Linked DNA regions of Rattus norvegicus: region 1 is linked to region 2. The links are chromatin contacts, called in public Hi-C maps. All regions are on one chromosome and are shown on one strand. The core of a region is the stretch at or near the end of the contact, and the rest is flanking DNA. Distances in the headings are between cores, read along the strand shown. Region 1 holds the start of Hs3st3a1 (heparan sulfate-glucosamine 3-sulfotransferase 3A1). Region 2 has its middle 400 kb from the start of Hs3st3b1.

Region 1 (3,342 bases), core at 432-2,931, 900 kb before region 2:
CGAAACTATAAATTCAGCTCCTGAAATCAATCTGAACATGTTCTTGATTCTACAAGTGAATAAACTCATCACATCATGTCTGTCTGTATTTTATGAATGGCTCCTTCCATGTATCTCGACTGTGTCATAACGTTTCTAATATTGCTTCAGTTATAATGAGAATGAATATTTTATGAACAGGCTGAACTTTATAAAATGGGAAAATCCTAACCATATGAATTTTGTCCTTGAACTTGGAGGAGAGAGGAGGGGAAAAAAATCAGTATTTTTTTTTTTTTTTTTACCACAAACCAACTCCAGGCCACACTAGAATTTATTAGAGTTTGACAAACTCTGGTATTATAGGTGATCTGAATTTGACACTGGAAAATAAGCTTACCCTGTAAATGAGATTTACTTCCTAAATTGTATCCATCGCATTTCCCCATGATTCTCCCCCCCCCCATTTAAAATTAACTATCTTATTTGTAAAGATAATATGTAAAGAAACGCTTTAGAAATTTTTCTGTCAGGCGGATATATTATCAAAAAGTGTTTTTAAAATCCCAGTTAGTAGTTGCTGGCACTTGCTGAGGCATAGATTATCCAAACTACATGGTCTCTTGACACTTTTACTAAGTCTCTATATGACTTACCACCTTGGACAACTATCTGGCAAAGGGTCAAGGCAAATAAATACCGGAGCAAAGACCATGTTAACCACAGGGAATTACCCCACAGATAAAAGAATAGACGCAGGCTTCCTTTGGTAAGATAACCCAGTAATGAGGAACAGTTTTCTAACTTCAGAGGAATCTCTCTCTCTCTCTCTCTCTCTCTCTCTCTCTCTCTCTCTCTCTCTCTCTCTCTCTCTCTCTCTCTCTCTCTCTCTCCTTTCCTTTTCTTTTCCTTTATTTAATTGCTAGCGATTTCAAGGAGTAGAATGTTTGAGGAGGGAGGGAGTCCCGAGGCTTAAAATTAACCCCCCCCCTTCCTCTCTTAATCTGCCTCTCCTCAAGGGAGAAGGAAAGAATGGAAGCCCAAGTTGGGGACAGCTACTGCTTCTCCTTTGTCATCCCTTCCTAGTCTCCCCTTCTGCACAGCCAGCGCTCAGAAGTACCCACGGGGGTCCCCGCGCTCACCGGTACCAGGCGAGGCCCTTGTGGTAGCTGCGGTCGAAAAAGTGGGGCTCGGCGCCCATGGCGCGCACGTCGGGGTGCACGCGCAGAAACTCCAGCAGCGCCCGCGTGCCGCCCTTCTTCACGCCGATGATGATGGCCTGCGGCAGTTGCTTGCTGCCCTCGTCCAGGAGTAAGGCCAGGGTCCCAGGTTGGGCCTCTGCCACGCTGCTCCCCGCCCCGGAGCCGCCTGGAGCGGCGGCCAGCCCAGGGCTCTGCTCGTCCGGGTCGCTGCTGTCTCCTGGCCCTGGCCGCCCGCGCCTCCTCCGCTGCCGCAGCTGCAGGAGGCGCTTCCTTGGCGCCCCCGCGGGCCACATCGCCAGTTCCTTGGGTCCAGCAGGAACGCCGCGCCCTGGGACCCCCGCGACGGGGCCGGAGCCCGGCGGGCAGCGCTCGGCCAGGCAGTAGAAGACGTAGAGGGAAGTGAGTAGCGAGCAGAGCATCAGCAAGAACTTCCTGAAGATACTGCGCGACAGTGGCTCCGCCGGGCTGAGCTGCGCGCCAGAGGGACCCGAGGGGGCCATCCTAGCCCGAGGCGACCTTGGAGGGCGAGCCGGCCATGCTAGGCCAAGACTGTGCCAGGAGCCCCGCCATCCCCGCGGCCGGCCAGAGTACTGCCCCGCGGCCACATCGCCTGAGCGCCGCTGCGTGCGGGAGAGCTGCCCCGCGGGGCGGCAGCAGGAGCTGGAGCTGGGGACCGAGCACCGCGAGCCGTTCTTAGGGTCCCGGGCTGCGTACGACGGGGCGGGAAGGAGTGCGGGGCCGTGCTTAAGAAACCATAGTCTCGGGTCTGAAACGCGCCCGAGTCCGGAGCCTAGCTGCACAGAGCTCGACTCCCTGGGTCCCCGAGAGTCGGCGAGCAAGGGAGTCTCTGCGGTGGCGGTGGCGAAGGTGTTTGGCTTAGCAGGGTTCTGAGCGGCCACCGGTGCTGAACTAGGATCAGCGATCGCGCATCCTTAGCTTGGTCCGGGTGGAGGGGATGCAGGGCTCCCGGGCCAAAGAACTGTGTGCGCTCTGGTTAGGGAGAGTGACCTTTTTCCCAGCCGCTGGCTGTTCTGCTCTCCTGGCCCGCCCAGGAGCGTGTCCTGAGTCCTGGCTCAGATAGTCTCAGCAAGGGAGCAAGCAAAGTCCCCGTTATTCCCTCTGTCCGAGTGGGACTCCAGCCTTCTGGCCTCTTAGGCGCTCCGGAAGTCTACCCACTCCTCTGGGGCCCCAGCTGGGAACAGCCTGGAGTGGCCCGGTTGCGCGGGACCTGTCAGCCACGGCTGCCACTGTGCTCCTAGGCTCTCTCCGCAGCCTCCTCGGCCGCTACCGCCACACGTGGGACGCGAAGGACAGCAAACTTGGTGGTGACGTCAACGGCCCAGGCCAGACCAACGCCAGGATCCGCGCTGGGGTGCAGAGCAGAGACCGCAGGGGCCGGGCTAGAGAGGCAGAAGGGGTGGGACCGAAGGGGGAAAAAAAGGTAACGAGGCACCGCCCAATACACTGGAGAGGGCGCGTACAACAGAGGCGACGCCCCTTCCTCACAATCCCTCTCTCCTTTCCTCCCTCCTCCCCCTAACCCCAGGTCTCTGGGCCGCTGTCAGACTAACAGTGCCAGTATGATTGCCTGGGTCTAACGCCCCTTGTCGGATTAAGTGTTCTTAGAGCTCTCCAGTTCAGTTTACCCTTTCGCAGCCTTAACAACCCCAGATCCCCACTCCCCGCTTCCCTCTGGCCCCAGCTTCTGCATCCCAATCCTTTTCCAGCCCATCCATCACATCCCCTCTGGTCTCACAGACTTCTGAAGTTTTGTTTCCAGGAGTTCCTGGCAGGCCACGCCCCCATTTGTCTGGGCAAAGAGAATGAATGCTTCAGTACAGATTTGCCTTCTACCTCGCTGTCCACTGAGGGCCCTTGACAAGCCTTCTTTTGGTTTTTCCCTTGGATTTATTTAAAAGGATTTAAGAGCCACAAAGGAACCAGAAAGGAACCCCTTAGGAAATAGATCAATAAATACACCAAAAGAAGAAATTATGGTTTTTTTTTTTAAAAAAAAGGAAGTACAATTCCAAATCCGCCTACCCAGTCGTTGATAAAGTTTAATACTTTAAATATGTACACCATCTACATGTGTGAATGTGTTCTCACTCTTCGAGGGCTAAGAGTCCTTCCCTAAACAACAGGTTCCTTTTTCTCTTAC
Region 2 (3,741 bases), core at 718-3,217:
CAGAGTCCATGGCAGGGAACTGCGATAGGCCAGCCGCTGCTGGACTTCTAGAATCATGATTTTACCAGGTAGCTGGAACCAGAGAGTTCAAGGCTAGCAGAGAGCCGCTGGGAGAGATACTAATCTGGATAAATTAGTGCTAGTTCCAATGGTCTGTTGGAGCCGGAATTCGCAATCGCCAGAGTACTCACAGGAATTCGTCCCATCGCTCTTTTATTTTTACTGCAACAGGTTTGGTCTTTTCTCCTCAAGATTCTCAGCGTCTTAGTTTGGGTTTTATTGCTGTGAAGAGATACTATGACCACACCACAGCAACTCCTACTGTCATGGCAGGGAGCATGGCAGCTTGTAGGCAGATATGGTACTGGAGAAGGAACTGTGATTTTTTACATTTTGATCCTAAGGGAGCTTGAGAATCAGACACTCTGGCTAAGACCACCCTCAAAGCCCACCCCATACAGCGACACACTTCCTCAAACAAGACCACACCTACTCCAACATGGCCACACCCACTCCAACAAGGCCACACCCACTCCAACAAGGCCACACCTACTCCAACAAGGCCACACTTCCTAATAGTACCACTCCCTATGGGCCAAGCGTTCACACATAGGAGTTTATGAGGACCATTTCTATTCAAACAACCACTCTCAGGTTTAGTGGATCTTTTCAATTTTTCCTTTGTGTATGGTAGTAGTCACAGTTGGGGAGTCCACATGCCATAGTGGAGGTCACACATGTGAAGAATACAGTGGAAATCAGAAGATAATTTGTTTTCTCCATCTAACGTGTGGGTCCAGAGATTGATCAAACTCAGGTTGTCAATCTTGGCAGCAAGTGCCTTTATCCACTGATTTGTCTCACTGGTCCATATTTTTCTATGATAAGCATTGTGACAATGAACACTCTAAATTATTTGTTGTAGAATTATCAGGTAGATAAGCATACCTATTTAAAAATTTTAACTATGTTTACCATTTTATTTGTCTGTGCTTTCTAGAGAAACAGAATTGATAGCATTTATATTTTGAGAGGAAATTTATTAGTGGCTTACAGGCTGGGGTCCAGCTAGTCCAACAATGACTGTCTACCAAAGGAACATCTAAAAATCAACAACAACAACAACAACGGAACATCTTAAGAATCTAGTAGTTGTTCAATCCATGAGGCCGGTCTTCAGTGTTCCAAAATCCCAAAGAAGCAGGCTCTCATGTCAGTCAAGAGATAGACTTGCCGGCAAGAGTAAGAATGAGCAGGCAAAGAGAGAAAAAAGTTCCTTCTTCTATGTTCTTTATATGGGCTGTCAGCAGAGGGTATGGCTCAGGTAAAAGGTGGGTCTTACCACCTCAAAAGATCTGAATGAAAGATGAGTCTTCTTACTTCAAAAGATTTAATTAGGAAAAACAATCTTTGGAAGATGTACCCAGCCACTTGGGTTTTAGTGAATTCAGATGTAGTCAAGTTGGCAACTATTTTTAACTTATATATTCAGAAGTACTGATCTCCGAACAGTTTTCTCCCCTCATAAGTGTGTGCTGTCTTACAGCACCTAATGTCCTGTGCATCGGAATGCACTCTGCACATTGCTAGCACCGGGTACAGCAGAGCTCTTCATGTTTAAAACTGAACTTTTCAAATCCTTCTATTTAAGAATGTCTATTATCCTTAAACCCTGTCAGTCATTATTTACTCATGAATTTGTAGGTTAGTGGTTGTAACTCTTTAAATAATCCGTTGTTACCCAGCCAAGATTTTCCCGGATCTCACCACGTAGCACCAACTGGCTTTGAATTAGCACTTCTCCTGTCTCAGCCTTACAAGCACTGGAATTGCAAGCACACACCGCGTTGCCTGGCTCACTGTTAGTCAAGAACTCTTTGCAGTTTCAGGACTGTGGAGAAGGCTCGGTGGTGAAGAACTTTTTAGTTCCCAGCACCCCCGTGGCAGTCCACAAGCATCTGTAGCTCTAGTCCCAAGGGATCGCACACCCTTTCCACCCTCTGCAGGCTCTGCATACACGTGATTCACTAATGTACACCCAGGCAAAACACTCATTTATGTAGACTTTTGGCAAGTTGACTTTTCAAGATTTTTCTTCATAATAATCTCATTCATACGCACTGCTTGCTATTCATCCAAACTTAACAAAAGCATTGATGTTGAATGGGTTTAACTTTGGTTAAAAGAGTTCTCCATCTCATCAAGAATATTTTCCAAATGCTCTGTCTTTTGCCACTGTGCCTGTAACTTTGTAAAAAACCCATATTTAGTTTTTAATACACTTGGAATTTATTTTGGCATAATGAATAAAATAATCGTTCCTAATTACTTTCTTGTCTCAATAGAGTTAGCATACTTTTCGACGTGAAAAGAAGTTATTTATCTTTTGGCCACTGATATGAAACAATTTCAATTGTTTTCTATAATGAGTCATCATACATTTCTTAGCATTCCCTCAGGAGCTATAGGATAGAAATGGGTTCTCTGTATTATCCAGCTTTGAGAGGCCGCCTGCATTCCTTTGCTTATGATACCTCACAAGCACCACTGGGGTTGGTTACATGGGGTACAGTGCACATCATCTTCATAGGAGTGATCTGTGAGCATGCATTGGCAGAGAGAGAGAGAGAGACAGAGACAGAGAGACAGAGAGAGAGAGAGCGAGCACATCTTTGATGTAGTTTATTTTTTTAAAGGAATCTGAAGTAAAATGGCAAAGTGACTATATTCTCCAAATCCTCATGGTAGTTTCTATGTATTACATCCCTGCCTATGCATCTCTGTATATGAAAGATTTTATCACTGTGGTGGGCTGGAAAATGCCCCTGAAGAAAATAGAAGGTGGGTCTTTCTTCAATTTGGATTTTATTTCTTTCGAATAGATGCAGATGTGGGGTTGTTGAATTATATAGTAGCTTTCTTTTTAAAAATAAGATGTTTCTATTATTTTATGTGTATAAATGTTTTTCTTGCATACATGGATGTGTACCACAGCTATGTCTGATGCCTGCTAAAGCCAAAAGAAGGTGTTGGATGCCCTGAAATTGGACTTAAAGACAATTGTGAGGCACCATGTGGTTGCTGGGAATCAAATGCAGGATCTCTGGAAGAGCAGTCAGTACTCTTAACCACTGAGCCATCTCTCTATTCCCAGTAGCTTTACTTAAGTTAAGAGATATTTTCAAAAGTTGTCCCATCATTTTTATACTAACCAAAATGTTACAAAATTTCAAATTTCTCCACTAATCTCACCATTTACCATAGCTTGCTTGTCAGCAGTCATCCTACGAAAAGTGAAAACTTCGCCTTGTTTCCCATCCCAGTGGTTCTCAACCTTCCTAATGCTGCGGCCCTTTTATACAGTTCTTCATGTCGTAGTGACTCCCCCAACCATAACATTATTTTGTTGCCACTTCATAGCTGTAACTTCACTACTGTTATGAGCTGTAATGTAAATATTTGATATGCAGGGTATCTGATATGTGACCCCTGTGTGGAATCATGGCCCACAGGTTAAGAACCAGTGCCCTTGATGGGAAAGGATGCAGAGCCTCTCTGGATACCTGGTAGCCATTTGCTTATGTCCTTTAAAAAAAAATCTGAAGGCTTTTGCCCACTTTTAATCTTGGTTTTTTATTTTGTTTTGTTATATTTTGCTATTTAAGAGTTCTTTGTATATTTTGGATCCAATTCTAACTGAGACATGGTGTTTACAAATTGTTCTCCCCCCATTCCATTTGT

The links. A called contact is a pair of places that touch in the nucleus more often than the background predicts.
Region 1: a Hi-C map of Schwann cells shows a contact between it and region 2, with 7 times the contacts expected there. The contact joins the promoter of Hs3st3a1 here to the enhancer-like site in region 2. A contact is called at or near these places in 2 of 12 Hi-C or Micro-C datasets (Schwann cells and hepatocytes).

The regions. Positions count from the first base shown.
Region 1 is chr10:49,591,547-49,594,888 of GRCr8, reverse strand. Hs3st3a1 (heparan sulfate-glucosamine 3-sulfotransferase 3A1) reads right to left here and starts at 1,681. Exons shown (of 2, transcript NM_001172067.1): 1 at 1,122-1,681. The coding sequence starts at 1,681.
Region 2 is chr10:48,694,522-48,698,262 of GRCr8, reverse strand. No RefSeq gene overlaps it. Among named protein-coding and RNA genes, the nearest start is that of Hs3st3b1, 400 kb to the left of the region's middle. Within about 2 kb of position 1,967, at least 1 of the 93 cell types and tissues checked has an H3K27ac peak or open chromatin away from gene starts, as enhancers often do. A contact at or near this core is called in Schwann cells, where this site is marked.